2 separate regions of the Anas platyrhynchos genome follow, and region 1 is linked to region 2. A link is a contact called in public Hi-C data. All regions are on one chromosome and are shown on one strand. Each heading gives the region's core, a stretch centred on a gene start, on an enhancer-like site or on the middle of the called end of the contact. The rest is flanking DNA. Distances are from core to core; before and after follow the strand shown. Region 1 overlaps DTL (denticleless E3 ubiquitin protein ligase homolog). Region 2 holds the start of PPP2R5A (protein phosphatase 2 regulatory subunit B'alpha).

Evidence for each region. Hi-C and Micro-C count contacts between places; a contact is called where the count stands out from the background.
Region 1: a contact with region 2 is called in a Hi-C map of subcutaneous adipose tissue, with 1.7 times the contacts expected there. The contact joins the enhancer-like site here to the promoter of PPP2R5A in region 2. A contact is called at or near these places in 3 of 8 Hi-C or Micro-C datasets (liver, skeletal muscle and subcutaneous adipose tissue).

What each region holds. Positions count from the first base shown.
Region 1 is chr3:25,437,894-25,444,548 of IASCAAS_PekinDuck_T2T, reverse strand. DTL (denticleless E3 ubiquitin protein ligase homolog) reads left to right here. Exons shown (of 15, transcript XM_038177731.2): 11 at 2,119-2,231; 12 at 6,506-6,595. Among named protein-coding and RNA genes, the nearest start is that of DTL, 11 kb to the left of the region's middle. Within about 2 kb of position 2,803, at least 1 of the 8 cell types and tissues checked has an H3K27ac peak or open chromatin away from gene starts, as enhancers often do. A contact at or near this core is called in subcutaneous adipose tissue, where this site is marked.
Region 2 is chr3:25,387,985-25,394,916 of IASCAAS_PekinDuck_T2T, reverse strand. It overlaps PPP2R5A (protein phosphatase 2 regulatory subunit B'alpha), which reads left to right and starts at 4,528. Exons shown (of 13, transcript XM_013095757.5): 1 at 4,528-5,030. The coding sequence starts at 4,880.

The DNA of each region.
Region 1 (6,655 bases), core at 1,554-4,053, 51 kb before region 2:
GACATCTGGCAGTGTTAGCTAGATGTTACAGAGCTTCTCTCATGTCTGAAAGTACCTGGGAAAGAAGGTACCTGTTGAATATTATACTTTCATATACTAATATTACAAGGACTTCATATTTAGTTTTAAACCGTTGTAAATAAATATAATAGCACAAAACCATGTAAGTGCAGATGCTGCTTCAACTAGACTGACACTAAGAGTAGTTTGCATATTGACTCTGGTTATCTTGCGAGGAATGGTTAGTGTCCACCTGCTGCCCACCTGAAGCAATCTTGAATCTTCTGCTTACTGCCAATCTTTCAACTTTTAAGGTCTGAATCCATGTAAAGTGATCACCTATTATGTTGTACTTAGATATTTTAAGGTGTCTGTTAAATTTAGCTTCTGCAGCAGTTTCTGGGAGGAAATATCCCCAGCATATTGATGCTTCTTTTTGTCTGTCATTTGTTTTCTCAACTTTCTAGATTCCTTCAGCTCTGCATCTGTGACCTTTTTGTTAACAAGATGGGTCACAGACTTTGGTGCACTAAGCTTCTTTGTCATAGGCCAATGGCTGCTTCTTAGAAAGTGGCAAATCTTATTAGATGCATTCCAGACAGACATATGATTTAGTTTCCATTGCCTTTTCTTAGTCTTCCAGTTAATTGAAACTAAATGAACAATGTGTCCTTCTGTATGCTCTTCAGCAAGGCAGTCTGTTGGGTGGGAATGCTTCCAAAGCTGAGAAGTAGTGCAAGGATTAAATATTAATAGGTCAGTAGTTGATTTTAACCCTGGGTGTCACCACTGAGCTGTGGAAATTCTCCCACCAGCCTGTCCCCCTGCAAGAACGGGACAAAGCCCAGGACACCCCATCACCTGCCTCTGCATATAGCTGTTGCCTTCCGTTGACTTGTGTGTAGCAGATAAAACCTCGAGAGAAATCTTGATTCAACCAGCCAGCTGAAAAATGTGTGTGGCTGTTGGGGAATTGGCCAGGGAATGGTGTGCCGTGCCTCCCGCAGAGGGCAGCACGGGCCTGTGGTTGGCGTGAGGTGCCAGCGGGGACGCAGGGCCTCCAGCCTCGCTGGTCTTTATCCAGACAGCAGCAGCTCCGATCTAATATCAGGACAGCGTTAGCTGGAAGGGAGCCGTGAGGAAATCCTTCTGTAATAGGATTTGCCTGTAACCACTGCGCAGAAGGAGCCGCAGGTTAAAATCAAAGCATCTTGTGGGGTCTCACCACGTTTCAAAGAAAGCCAGAGGCAACCACATGTCCTCTGGTCTGTGGGTCACCTTCTTTGCCAAAAACATGATGGGAAAGAGTCTGAAAACCCTCTAACTGACTGCTGACTGCCATTTTCTTGCTGCGCTCTTGTGGATCCTGCAACGTTCACAGTGTCACCACTTCTGAGCGCCAGGGCCGGGCGAGGGTGTGCCGGCCCCATGCGGTGCTAAATCAGGAAACTTGCCCTTTCCACCCTGATAACGAGGCTGGGGTGCTCCGCATCCACGTTCAGCTCCTGTGCTGGCCCTTGGCTCTTCCGGTGCTCGCAATAGGAAGAGCAGCAGCTATTTGGGGCCTCGAGGTGAAGCATTACGGGGACGTTAAATATAGATGTCTGACGAGCGTAGCTGACACGGCGGACGTTTTGCTGACGAAACGGAGATGCTGGCAGCCAGAGAAAGGAGTAGCAAATGCTCTGGTTGCTTCAGCGGAAGCATTTTGTGTGACTGTCCTTGTTAATGTAGTGAGACTGGTGGCTGTGGCACTGGGAAGAGGGGGAGAGGAGCCATAACCAGAGCATTGGGGTAGCCCACGTGATGTCTTGGCTCTGCTCGTATTGTAACCAGGCCAAAGCTTTAATAAACCTGCCACTGCTTTCTAATGCTGTGGAGAGAGCCGTTCAGGTAAACCTGCTTCGTATCAGGAGCTGTGAGGGCTGCTGTTGAATGATGCTTCCTGCTACCTGCCGGCTGGAGCTCGGAGCCCTAGAGCAAGGGAGCAGTACAACCACTTTCTCTAGAGGATACGTGGCTGGGCAGGAAAAGCCTGTAAGATCAGCCCTGCTTATGCAACCAACCCCACAGCTGTGCGCTGAGTGGTGTTTTTACTTTCACTGTTTTTTCTCACAGTGGCGGTTTTCAGCGGACACCAGAACTCCAGCTTTTACATCAAATCTAGTACTAGCCCAGATGACCAGTTCCTGGTGAGCGGCTCGAGTGACTGCAACGCGTACATCTGGAAGGTGAGACGCTTGGGAGAAACCCAAGGGAGCGGGCCTGCCCAGGCTGGCTGCCCAGAAGTGCTCTGCTCTTTCGTTTCATTTGCTTTTCATGTTCATGTAGGACACTCCCTGCCTCCCACTCCTACTTAAAGCAGCGTGGGGTTAGCTCCTGGCATGTTGTGCCCAGAGCATGTTGCTGTCCAGGCTAGATGCAGCTAATGTGAAGCAGAGCTAACCTCCTGCCATCAATACATCTCTCATCACTGCTGCTTATTGCAAGTTGCCGATTGTAATCTGGTTTTAATGGGCATTACAGTCCTCTTTCGATCCTGTTGATTTAGGCAACTGTGACGAGTAGACAGTTCTTGGTTCATATTTAGCAATGGAGCACATTAGGGGAAAAAAAAACAACACACACACACAAAAACAATTGTTTTAAAGGGCACGCTTCCCCACCCCCCTTTTCTAGCTCTTGCTGCAGATTTAGCTTTTTCTCATACTTAATTTGCAGTAGTTAAAGCCTTTGTATTACAGCGAGGGCTCAGCCAGAGCCTTCAGCAAAATTCCAAAGCACTGTCTGACAGCTGAGAGGCTTAGTCACTTGGCATCTTGTGCTGACGTGTAGGAAATGCAAATGTCACAAAGTTAATAGCAGGGACCTCAGAATAAGGCGTGCTTCAAGTTCTGTTCTCCATAGTTTACAGCTGTACAGGAATAGAGTAGACTTCCTATCTCAAGTAGAGTAGACAGAAGCTGCAGGTGACTGCTCATTTCAGGTTCTGGGTAATTTTAGGGACTATTGAATTGTTTGCCCTGTTCACAATGAATTTGAAAGTAAAATAGAAAGGTGAGAGAAGAGGGTCACCCTTTTGTGGTTTGAGCATGTAGTCCCTTTGATTGTGAGAACACTTCTTGTAAGCAGCTAGGTTGCTTACTCAGAAGTAGCAGGAGTGCAATAGCATGGCCAGTTCCATGTCAAGGAGTGTAATTTTAACCTTCCTCAGTTCTTTGCAAGTTCAGCAAAAATACCTGTGGAAACCTGGGCTGTGCATCCTGCATTCATGTGTTTTGGCTTTTTCGTGGAAAAGTGGCTGGAACTGGGTCAGGAGCATTCAAGGATGTCATAACATCTCAATGTTTATGCAAATATATTTAAAAGCTATTTGCATACAGGAGGCTTCTATTGCTGTCACATGTGGGTGACAGATCATATTACATACTTAACAAATAAGTAATCGGGTAATCACTTTTCTTTTATTCCCATAGGCATGTTAGAAAGACAAACCTTCAGCAAAACTTGGTCTCTTTCTCAGATCTGTCATATGCAGAGGCTTCTTAATTTGTCTTAAATGTTGGAAGACTTTTTACTGACATTGAAACGTGTGTATCTTTTAATGGGATGAGGACTTAGAGTACTGTGAAAAATATATGCTTAGATATTTCGTGAACAGTTAACAGGTAATGTTGGAAAGAATTTAATGAAGAGTGCTATCTTTCCATATCTAGAGAGGAATAAAAGGCAGACCAAGACCTTATCAAGGAATAAAAGATAGAACAAGACATTGTCCGCCTAGATTATTTCTTTGAGGAACTTTGGAAGCAATGCCAAGCTGTGCTTGGGTCAGCAGTTCCCAGGAAATACTGTGGCTAGAAGGTATTGCTGACGAGAGTGCTGTTTCAGTCTGCTTCCGTGTATAACATCACTTTCAGACAATGAACATTCACTTTATTGTGTTGGGTTGTTTTTTTTTAATTATTAATCTGTCAGTTAATGAACTGACTCAAACAACCCTAAGATCATAAAAGCCAGAGAGCAGAGAAGTTTCTGTCTGCAGAATGGTATCTAGCTGACCTACCTCCCTGGTAATAAACAATATAGTTCATAGATATACACTTCCACGGCTCCATTATCCTTCAATATAACTATATTAAGCTACCCTTTGGTCTGTCTTACCCAGTGTTGGAATGTATGTGCTTTTGTATCATTAAGCATAAAACTATACACACCATTTTACGCTGATAATGGATGCAACAGCTGTTCAATGAGTAGAGTAATAAAGTCTCACTTCCTAGGTTTCTCTGTTTCTTAACCTTACCACAATAGCTCTGACTTCCCCAACGATATCCTGTCAAATCAGGCAAAAAGCAGCATGGGCTGTGGCTAATCTTGACTTAAAATGCACAGGCTGGCCAACTGTCTTCTGCCAAATGCAATGGACAGGGCTGCAGTTCTGCCTGCCTTGCTCCATGGGAACACTGGCTGCATGCTCCATCTCATCAGCATGAAGCTGTTCCAAGATCACTGCCCTCTTTTGGGTGTGGACCTGCTGAACAATTTCAGCCAAAGGTTGAAGTAGACAGATGGGTCCCCTTGCTGCAGAAGCCACCCTTCCTTAGGAAGCAGGGCTAAAAATGAGGGTTTCTGGACTCTAAATACATCAGCATTCCAGGGAAATAAGGAAATACAAAACTCTTGCTAATGCATTTTTTTTTCTAGCACCCAAGTATGGGTGGTGTAGGTTGGCCTCCTCCTTGTTCATATTCTAATGAATGCATCCTATCCTACTTTAGTACACAGTAATGTAAATTGGGTGTAATTGGTTTAATTTACACCACTGCAGTGTAAAACCAGTTTGGTCCAGCAAGAGTTATTCTCTTCCTCTGCTAGCAAGAGTTATTCTCTTCCTCTGCTTTCCTTTCAGGAGTCAGTGACTACTAGTGACTACTCAGTCTGTTATGTGTGCATTGCAAGACTGCTATCAGTAAATGAAGGTGTTCTCTGCACCTCTGTTGATTATTCCCTAAATAGGCATTTAGTTTCCATGATGTTGCATATTTTGCAGAGAAGGAATAATCTGAACAAGGCATTTAGTGGATATTTAGTCAGTGATTGCCTCTGCTATATTGGGGAGAAAATATGGCCTGTTATGAAGAACCTGATTTTTCTCACAATATCACAACAAGTTACAAGATTCAGAAGCTGGATATTCAATTACAATTCTACAGGGTGCTATAGGAGGTGATCCACAAGGGAAAAATTAATAAAAACAAGACCAAAAACTTTCTGTGTTAAGTCAGAAGCCTTCCCAGATGTTTTGCATCTTTCTTTGAAATCTGTATGTAACATCTACTCCTTTTCCCACACAGTAAAGGATCAGTTCATTCACTTAGTCATGTATGCAAATCCTCCTTATAAATCCCCCTTATAATATCACGTCAATAATGGTGACTCATAGATCTGGAACGGATTGTCTGCTGAAAGCATGCAAAGCTTGGATGTAATCTGTGTGTGCATGTTTGTGTGTTTTCTTCCTTGGGCCACCTAATGCTAACTTCGGCTGTATCTATCACATGAGCTGTGATTGAAGAGTAATAATAATATGGATCAATAATAAAAATGAGAAATATTTATGAACGGTTAAAGAGAAACAGGGTTTGAGTTTAACGGGTGTGTGTGCTATAGGGAGCACTTTTGTGAACTCTTAACAGGCTTTGTGGTCCAGTTGGTTGGCTGAAAGAGGTTCAGACATTTGGCAGCCATGCAAATACCAGTTCTGAAGCCAGTGAAGATTCATCTATTGAACTTCTGGTGGTGTGGGTTTTTTTTTTTGTTTGTTTGTTTGCTTAATAAACCGTTTGTGGTAGGGACATTTGCAAAATAGCAGCAGAATGTATTTACCTATTCTCAATGTGCTTCCCAAACTTTTAAGCATCTTACCTAGAACAGATAGTTTCTTAACGTAGTAAAACGCTCGTGTGGTGTGTTGGGTTGACAGCTCTGGTAGAAATCCCACGTGCAGCTGGAGTTAAGCAAGTGTTTCCGGGAAAGTCTGTACCTCTCAGTGCTGGCCAGCTACTTCAGCTCTAGAGATGAAATACAAACTGATTCTCAGAGCTCTGTCAGTCCATGTCTCTCAGAAGAGATTGCCAACAGTACGTGATGTGGGGATGCTCTGTGGGGAAGGAAGAGCATTAAGACATCTCTGGTTAGTCCACGCAGTGGTGAAGTAAACTCTGGTCTTATTCTACATGGTCCACTGAACAGGCAACAACTCCTCAGGCAGCCAGTGCCAAAAAGAAGTCTTGGAAGTAAGGAACAGGGATTTAGGTCTGGGTTCACCTCTCAGCTGCAATGGACTATGATTACAGGCAGGGAGCATTTAACTTACCTGTCTGATATGGGAAAGACAAAGTATTTGCATGCTTCACAGGTGGGCTGTGGAGGCCCTTCTTAGTGGTGTATATTAGGCTGTGGGTCTTGTGATTTTATACTTATTTTCCTATGGAATTTACAGGTTTCTGAACCCAGCCTGCCTCCAAGGATACTTGTTGGTCACTCTCAAGAGGTTACTTCCATTGCTTGGTGTCCTTCAGACTTCACTAAGGTTTGTTTTCTGAAAAATTGTCTTCCCTATGAAACAATAGATGTAATGTGATAATATTTG
Region 2 (6,932 bases), core at 3,279-5,778:
TTGTTAAATCACAGTAGGGACATGTGAAAATATAGAAATTATGTTCTGCTATTATTTGCCAAGTAAGAAATTACTATTTCTGACATGGGAATAGAATTACAACTTAAGATACAAAACTAACTCCTTATAGCATATGCTATGCTGTCAAAGCACTCGGAAACTCTGGTACAGTGAACTCTTTCCACCTTGGATTTACTGAGAGACTTACACTTCTCTTCATTTCTCTTTGTTACAGCCAACATATCTGGTTCACATCTCTTGGCCATGTTTTATACTCTTCTGGCTGCCACATTCATTAAGTTTCCAAGAGCAGCTGATTCTTAGCATGCAGTAATTCTTGTTAGCCTGCTGAGAACTTGACAGAATAAACCTTGCTGTTTGTTTGTTTAATTCCCTTCACTGAGCATTAGGAATTATTTCTGAAAGAACTCTAGCTTCCAGGTGTTCGCTATTAAATGCAAACATTTCATAACAGAAATACTTCCTTTTTATTTTCTAAATGTTGTGTTGAACAAGCTTTGTAGAAGACTGCAAAGCTGAGGAGAGTGCTAGCTGGCATTTACAAAGGCCTGGTATTTCACAGACAAAAGCATTTAGAAAGTGGTAGTAGTAAGGCTACAGTTGGGTGTTTTTTTTGGTGGTGGTCATTTGGTGTTTTTTAATTTTATTTATTTTATTTTATTTTTGGCATTTCAGTGAATAGGGGTGCCACTTTTTATGTTTAAAAATACTACAAATCCACTCTTTTTGCTTAAGATCTTTCCCCATTTTACATATAAAATGCAGGGTGATCTTTAGCACAGACAACAGATTAATAAATACATGTACGCTCATGTTCTGTCAATTTTTGCTAAGAAAATGTCATTACAGCAAAGACACTAGCAGACTTCGAAAGCTTAGTTGTAAACCTATGTTCCTAAGGGCTGCTTTGCATCATACTAAGCCAGATTCCTATTGCTATCTCAGACAGCACTGTTTCCACCCAAAATGACAGTTCAAGACAAAGACAGAATTAAGGAGTTAAATTGGGGTACATTTTCACTGCACTATCAGTTATGGCAATCAGTGTATGCATGCATGTATGTGCTTGTGTGTACAAACTCCTTAAAATATTTTTTTATTTGCAACCCAGTCACGCTGGATTGCCTGACAGAAGATTTAATTAAAAGGTTTTTAAAATAACAACATGAATCAGAGCTAGTTTTAACAATCCATTGCCTGCAAATACCCATGCACATAGTTTTGCCTGGAAAGACTGTAGTGACGTATTCATAGGTATGTGGAAGGAAATCTTACTCAGCGCCCTTAAAAAGAAGGTCTTGCCAACTAATCTCTGGTTTCCAATCCCAGAATTTCAAATCCTGCTCTGGGAGGAAGGTGACAGATGGTCCCTGAGATAATTGATTCTGTATTATTTAAGGATTTATCAAGCAGAAGACTTAGGAAGACTTCTGCTAGATAGTGACTAGCCAGTGCAGACCACAGAACACAGTTAACCTGACGTTTGTGAACAGTAAACTCGGTTTCACTGGGACAGTTCACATGCTTAAACTGAATTCAGCACAGCCTTAGCACAGACAGTATTTTAAGTTAGCTGAAATACCTTGAAAAACTGATGGAATGGCACAATAGTAAATACAAGCACTGCTGCAGACAACAAGGGTTTTCCTTAAACATGTTCATTTTGAGCAGGAAACCATAATAAGTTTTCATGACTTTTCTCCACAAACCATCCTGGTCGAGGGTTCATATACTTATGACATCCTCTTTACTAAAATATTCCTCCCACTGTCTCTGAGAACTGCATTTCTTGTAGCTTGGCCTCTCAGCACCTGTACAGAAGACCGGGAAAGCAAAACTGGCTAAGTCCTTGCCTGCTGGCAACCAGTCAAATCCCCATAGCAAAATCTCAGCAGCAACCCAGTACTCGAAACCCCACACTTCCAAGTTCAACAGGGATCTGAAACTTAATGATACATCACGGTCTCATTCACCTTTCCACTCCTGGATTATAAAAAAATGCTAGGAAGGTACAGGGAATAAATCTCTGTGACTGAATGAAAAGAACTGCAAATGTGACTTTCAGTTAAATCTGTTCTAGAATGATGCTTCTCTGTTGTGAATAACGATCATGAATGATAATGAGTTTTCTTCCGAGTAAACTTAGATACGCACATAAGGCTTTGCAGAATCAGTGCTTCGGTGCACACTGAAGGCTCTGATTGAAGAGTGGGAACAGCCTGGCAGAAAATTACTATTCACAACATTCTCTGTGGACACCGCAGACTTTTATGAATTAGATGTGGAGCCGGCAGCTTATAACCTGGCATCATCGCTGTGTGCCTTTAAATACTCCGTAGAAACCATGGGGTTCAGAAGCTGACTCAGAAGCAGCTCAGGCAGCTGTGTAGGAAGCAGCAGCGTGTGCAGAAGTGGGGAAGGCAAACTTCAGCCTTCCCCAGCGCAGCTATTTCAGACTGCCAGCCGCAGCTCTCGCTTTCAGTCTTCCCCCAGACACCCTGGTCCGCACACCTTTACGGTCAAATGGCCTCTCACATCCACATAATTCCACCGTCCTCAAGCAAACGCCAGTTCAACCATTAGCTTTTCGATTTGCGAAACTGTGGCTGGTTGACAGAGCTGCTGCTCATTCATTTCCAAACCAGAAAAGTTATATTAACAAGACAACAGAAAACTCAATAGCTAAAAATACTTTTAATTTATTCACGACAATAAAGCAGCCTATTTTTTGCTCCGCTGACAGACTTCACCAGTACTTCTTTTATGAGCAGTCCATGAAGATACGGTCTGAAAATATTTTCCAGTGCAACTGATATGAAAATTCCATCATTGCAAGGCTATACCTATTATTTACTTAGGGCTTTGCGTCACGAATCTCAACTGCCAATAGGTTTTTACAACATTGTTTTAAGCAGCATGGCAACCATCCCAAAGCCTAGTACCTCAGAGAAAATATTTTACGTCTCAGGAGATGTTTTCGTGTTATTCAGAACCTACTTAATGCTTTTCATTAACCGTTTTCAAAATGCTCAATTGATGAAACTTGAAGGTAGGCGCTTTCACATGGGGGACAGGCAGCAAGGGTTGAGTTGCCAATAAACAGTATACAGGACACACCGGACCGTGTCACTTTCTAAAAATGGGTGCAGAAGAAAATGACAGCTGTTGGAGGGCAGGCAGGAACAGGGGAACACACTGACACGAGGTCTGGGCCTTAGTGCTCTGAGTAGGACCAACAGGCCGTGTAGTGAAACGTAAATTAACCAGGTAAGGAATGCAAGCATTGCTTTTACTGCAATGGATACAAGTCAGAAGTTTAAAGGGCAAGTGTCCAACGTATGCCACTTGGTCTTCAAAATTGATTTTATGAAATAACATATATATATTAAAATGTCTGTAGACATCCAAGAAAGATAACAGTATATTACAGTTATCTCTGTTTACAAAACAACCACTTTTACGCTCATTTAAAGCTGCTATCCAAATATGGCTTTTGATTTATGGATTCTACATAGTAAGTTTGGCTCATGAGAGCACATAAAGTGCAATTACCTTACAGTATTTACGTCCTACCAAAATTTTAGATTTTAGCCTTTAAAATGCTAGAGATGCTAGCCTTTAAAATGCTAAACATGCTTACTTGCTGAATCGGCACCTAAAGCTAGGCACTAGGAAGGCACATGCTGGTGTGCAGAAAGCCTCCCTGTACCTGTATGACCGTAAGCCATCCCACACGCTGGCAGTTCAAGAGCTGGGCTGTTTTTATATGGAAATGGGCCTGGGAAAAGTCACTTGTGTGCAGCCCAGTGCCGCATGCACAAACACTGTGTTTTCCATGTGCTGCAGCGATCGCAACGCACGCTTCTTGCAGCCTAACTTCAGCTTGAACCACATAAACCATGTGGCACATTTACTCTCTGAAACTCATCTCTAACTGAGACACCTGATGAAAACTTTACACGACTGTAGCATTATATCCTTTGGGCAGGAAGATTATAACCTCAAATTTCTCTTCCCCATCCTTCTGCCTGCCTTAGCGGCGCTCCCTGGCTCAGACACCAACACTTGCTACCCCAAACCTACACGATTCTCACTGTGCTCATCCTAACTCAACAGAGGAGTTAGAAACCCATCCCAAAAGGCAGCCAGGCGCTGCCGGAGCTCCGCCGCGAGGCACGCAATGCCCGGTGCCACATGGAGGGGCGGCTGAGGGGGCAGCCCTCACCCTCCTCCCGCCTGAGCAGCCTCCGCGGCAGCACCACAGCCCAACGGCCGCCGCGCCTCGCGCCCAACGGCCGCGCTCCGCCACCGCCCCCCGACCTCATAGCGGGAAGCCCCACCCACTCCCTCTTCCTTCCTCCCGATTGGAGCATCTACCCGCCAATCTCTCCCTCCTCTCCCACCCTCTCCTCTCATTGGTCGCCCCGCGCTGTCACTCACCCCGCCACGGCCCCGCCCCCCCGCCCCCCCCACCCCTCCCCTCGCCGTTGGCGGCGGGCGGGGCAGAGGGCGGGCGGGATGGCGGCGGGGCGGGGGGGCGCTGCGGGCGGCGGCGCCTGAAGGCGGGGAAGGGGCGTGCGGAAGCCGGGCGCTGGGGAGCCGCCCCCCCGGCCAGCCCGGCGGATGACAGCGGGCCCGGCCCGCTGCGAAGTTTGCCGAGCGCCCCCCCCTCCGCGGGGCCGCTCCACGGCTGGGGAGAGGGAACGGCGAGGAGGCTGGGTCGCTCATAATTTTTAATTATCATCATCAGCGTTTATTTTTTTTTTTTTTTAATTTTTTATTTTTTTCCTCCTTCCCGCCCGCTTTGATATATGCCCGCGGCGAGCGCGTCCCCCCCGCGCCGCCTCGCCGCCCAGCCATGTCGGCGGCCATCTCCGCCGCGGAGAAAGTGGACGGCTTCACGCGGAAATCCGTGCGCAAGGCGCAGCGGCAGCGGCGCTCGCAGGGCTCCTCGCAGTTCCGCGGCCACGGCAGCCAGGTGGAGCTCTCGCCGCTGCCCCAGCTCAAAGGTACCTCGGCGAAACCCTCCGCGTGGCCCTGCCTCGTCCCCGCGTCCCCCTGTCCCGTCCCTCCGTCCCCTCTGCCCTGTCCCCGTGTCGTCCCCCCCCCTCCCTCCGTCCCCTCTCTGCCGCGGTGGCTCCTCCCTTCTCCCTTCAGGGGGGTTGCGAAGAGGAGCCCGGTGCCCCTGGCATCATGTCCCGGGCTTGCCTCGGGCCTCCCCAGCGCTTTTTTGGGGGTTGGTGTTTGCCCCGCCGGGGTTTGGGGAACGAGGCGGTATCTCAAAAGCCTGGGTGAAAGAAAAAATGACGCCCTGGCATGAAAACCGGCACCGCAGCCTTTATCCTTCATCCTGAAACTAAAATCCGGGCAGGCTGTTTGCTAGCAGGTTGCAAAAATGAACCAGAAGTTCAGTGCAGCCTTCCCCCCCTTCCCACCAAAGTTTTCCCTCCCTTAAAAATTAGAAAAGTAGTTATTCAGCAGGGAATGCGAACTCCTTGTTAACGTATTTAACAAGAACCTGAGCAACAAGGGGCAAACATTACCCTAACATTACCCCAGAGCAATTGTGCTGTCACTCGTGTTCAAGTTTTTGAAGCTGCATCGTACGATGGTGGGAAAAAATAACTCTTAATGATCTGCAGCAAATGCCCCAAATCAGAGTGCAGTGTGGCCGACTTAAAAATAGTCCTAAAAGCTAAATATTTTTTTTCCTGTTTGATTTTTGTGGATTATACAGTCACAGCTGTAGTATTTCAAGGCAGTTTCTTGCTGCTCCTGAACGGCAGATGTTCATGAATCATGAAACTGGCTATTAGCAGAAATGTTATTAAATGCAAATAAGCTTGGGCAGGAAGGTAACATGGGACTTATTTTTTTCTTTAGCATCTTTGTTGCAGTGGCTGAGCACGTTACGCTTGAAAACAGAAGAGGTGTTCTTCACAGTGCTTGTTTTGGGTTTTCTTTGTGAAGTTTTGTCCTCCCTTTAGCTGGATTTACAGGATTTATAACCAAGATGATTTCTTTGAAATCAAGCTTCAGTTTCTGCTATTGGTATGACTAAACTTCTGCCAAGTTTCAATAATAATGAAAGGCTAATTCCCATGCTGTTCAGACAGTTTATTTTCCTCAAAGATCATTTTTTTTATAAAACCATTCTTGAGACCTTGTAAAAGCACTTGGCAAATATTGCACATAGGTGGCAGACTTCAGAAAGTTTGGGTCCTGATCCAGCAAACAGTTAAGCGTACGTACTTTATGCAGGGAGCAATTCCAGCTTAAATCAGCAAAATGTCCAAGTTTACATTCTTTGCTGAACCGGGACTTTAATGTTAGATTTTTAACTTCGTATGATTAAGTCTTCTCGTTTTGTGAGTGCAGTTTTACAGCTTTTTGCTTATTGTACAGGGAAAGTTTGTGTGGCATCAGCAGCTCGAATGTTTGGAAATTTGAGGCCATAAACTATCAGAGGAATCCGTTCAGTTAAGCAGAGTTTTATAGTAGCTCGAATTGCCTGAAATTCTTAAAGGAAAATCACATCTGTCTTCATGCTTATGGTTTACACTGAAAGTCTTGCCCTCTAAATCTGTTTCAGAACAGAAATTGTGGGCAAAGCATGCTTTTATGAGTAACAGTATCCCAGGTAGCCAGTTATCAGAAAGCTGGGCAGCACTCTTCTGCATGTTTTCTCCCATGGGTTTGCAATGTTTGGATATATGGGGAATTTAGATTTGTTGTGAATACAACATTTGCTGTGAATATCTGATGCTTTCTCCCCTTCTGCTTCGCTCCTTTCCTCTCTTGACCCTCCCCTGCCTCCCAAACCAAAAGAGCTGATAGAGTTTGCTCTCCATAAATGTATGGCTTTGTGAAACTTCTTGTTGTAATCGCATACGTCTCGGGAAGATGAAGCT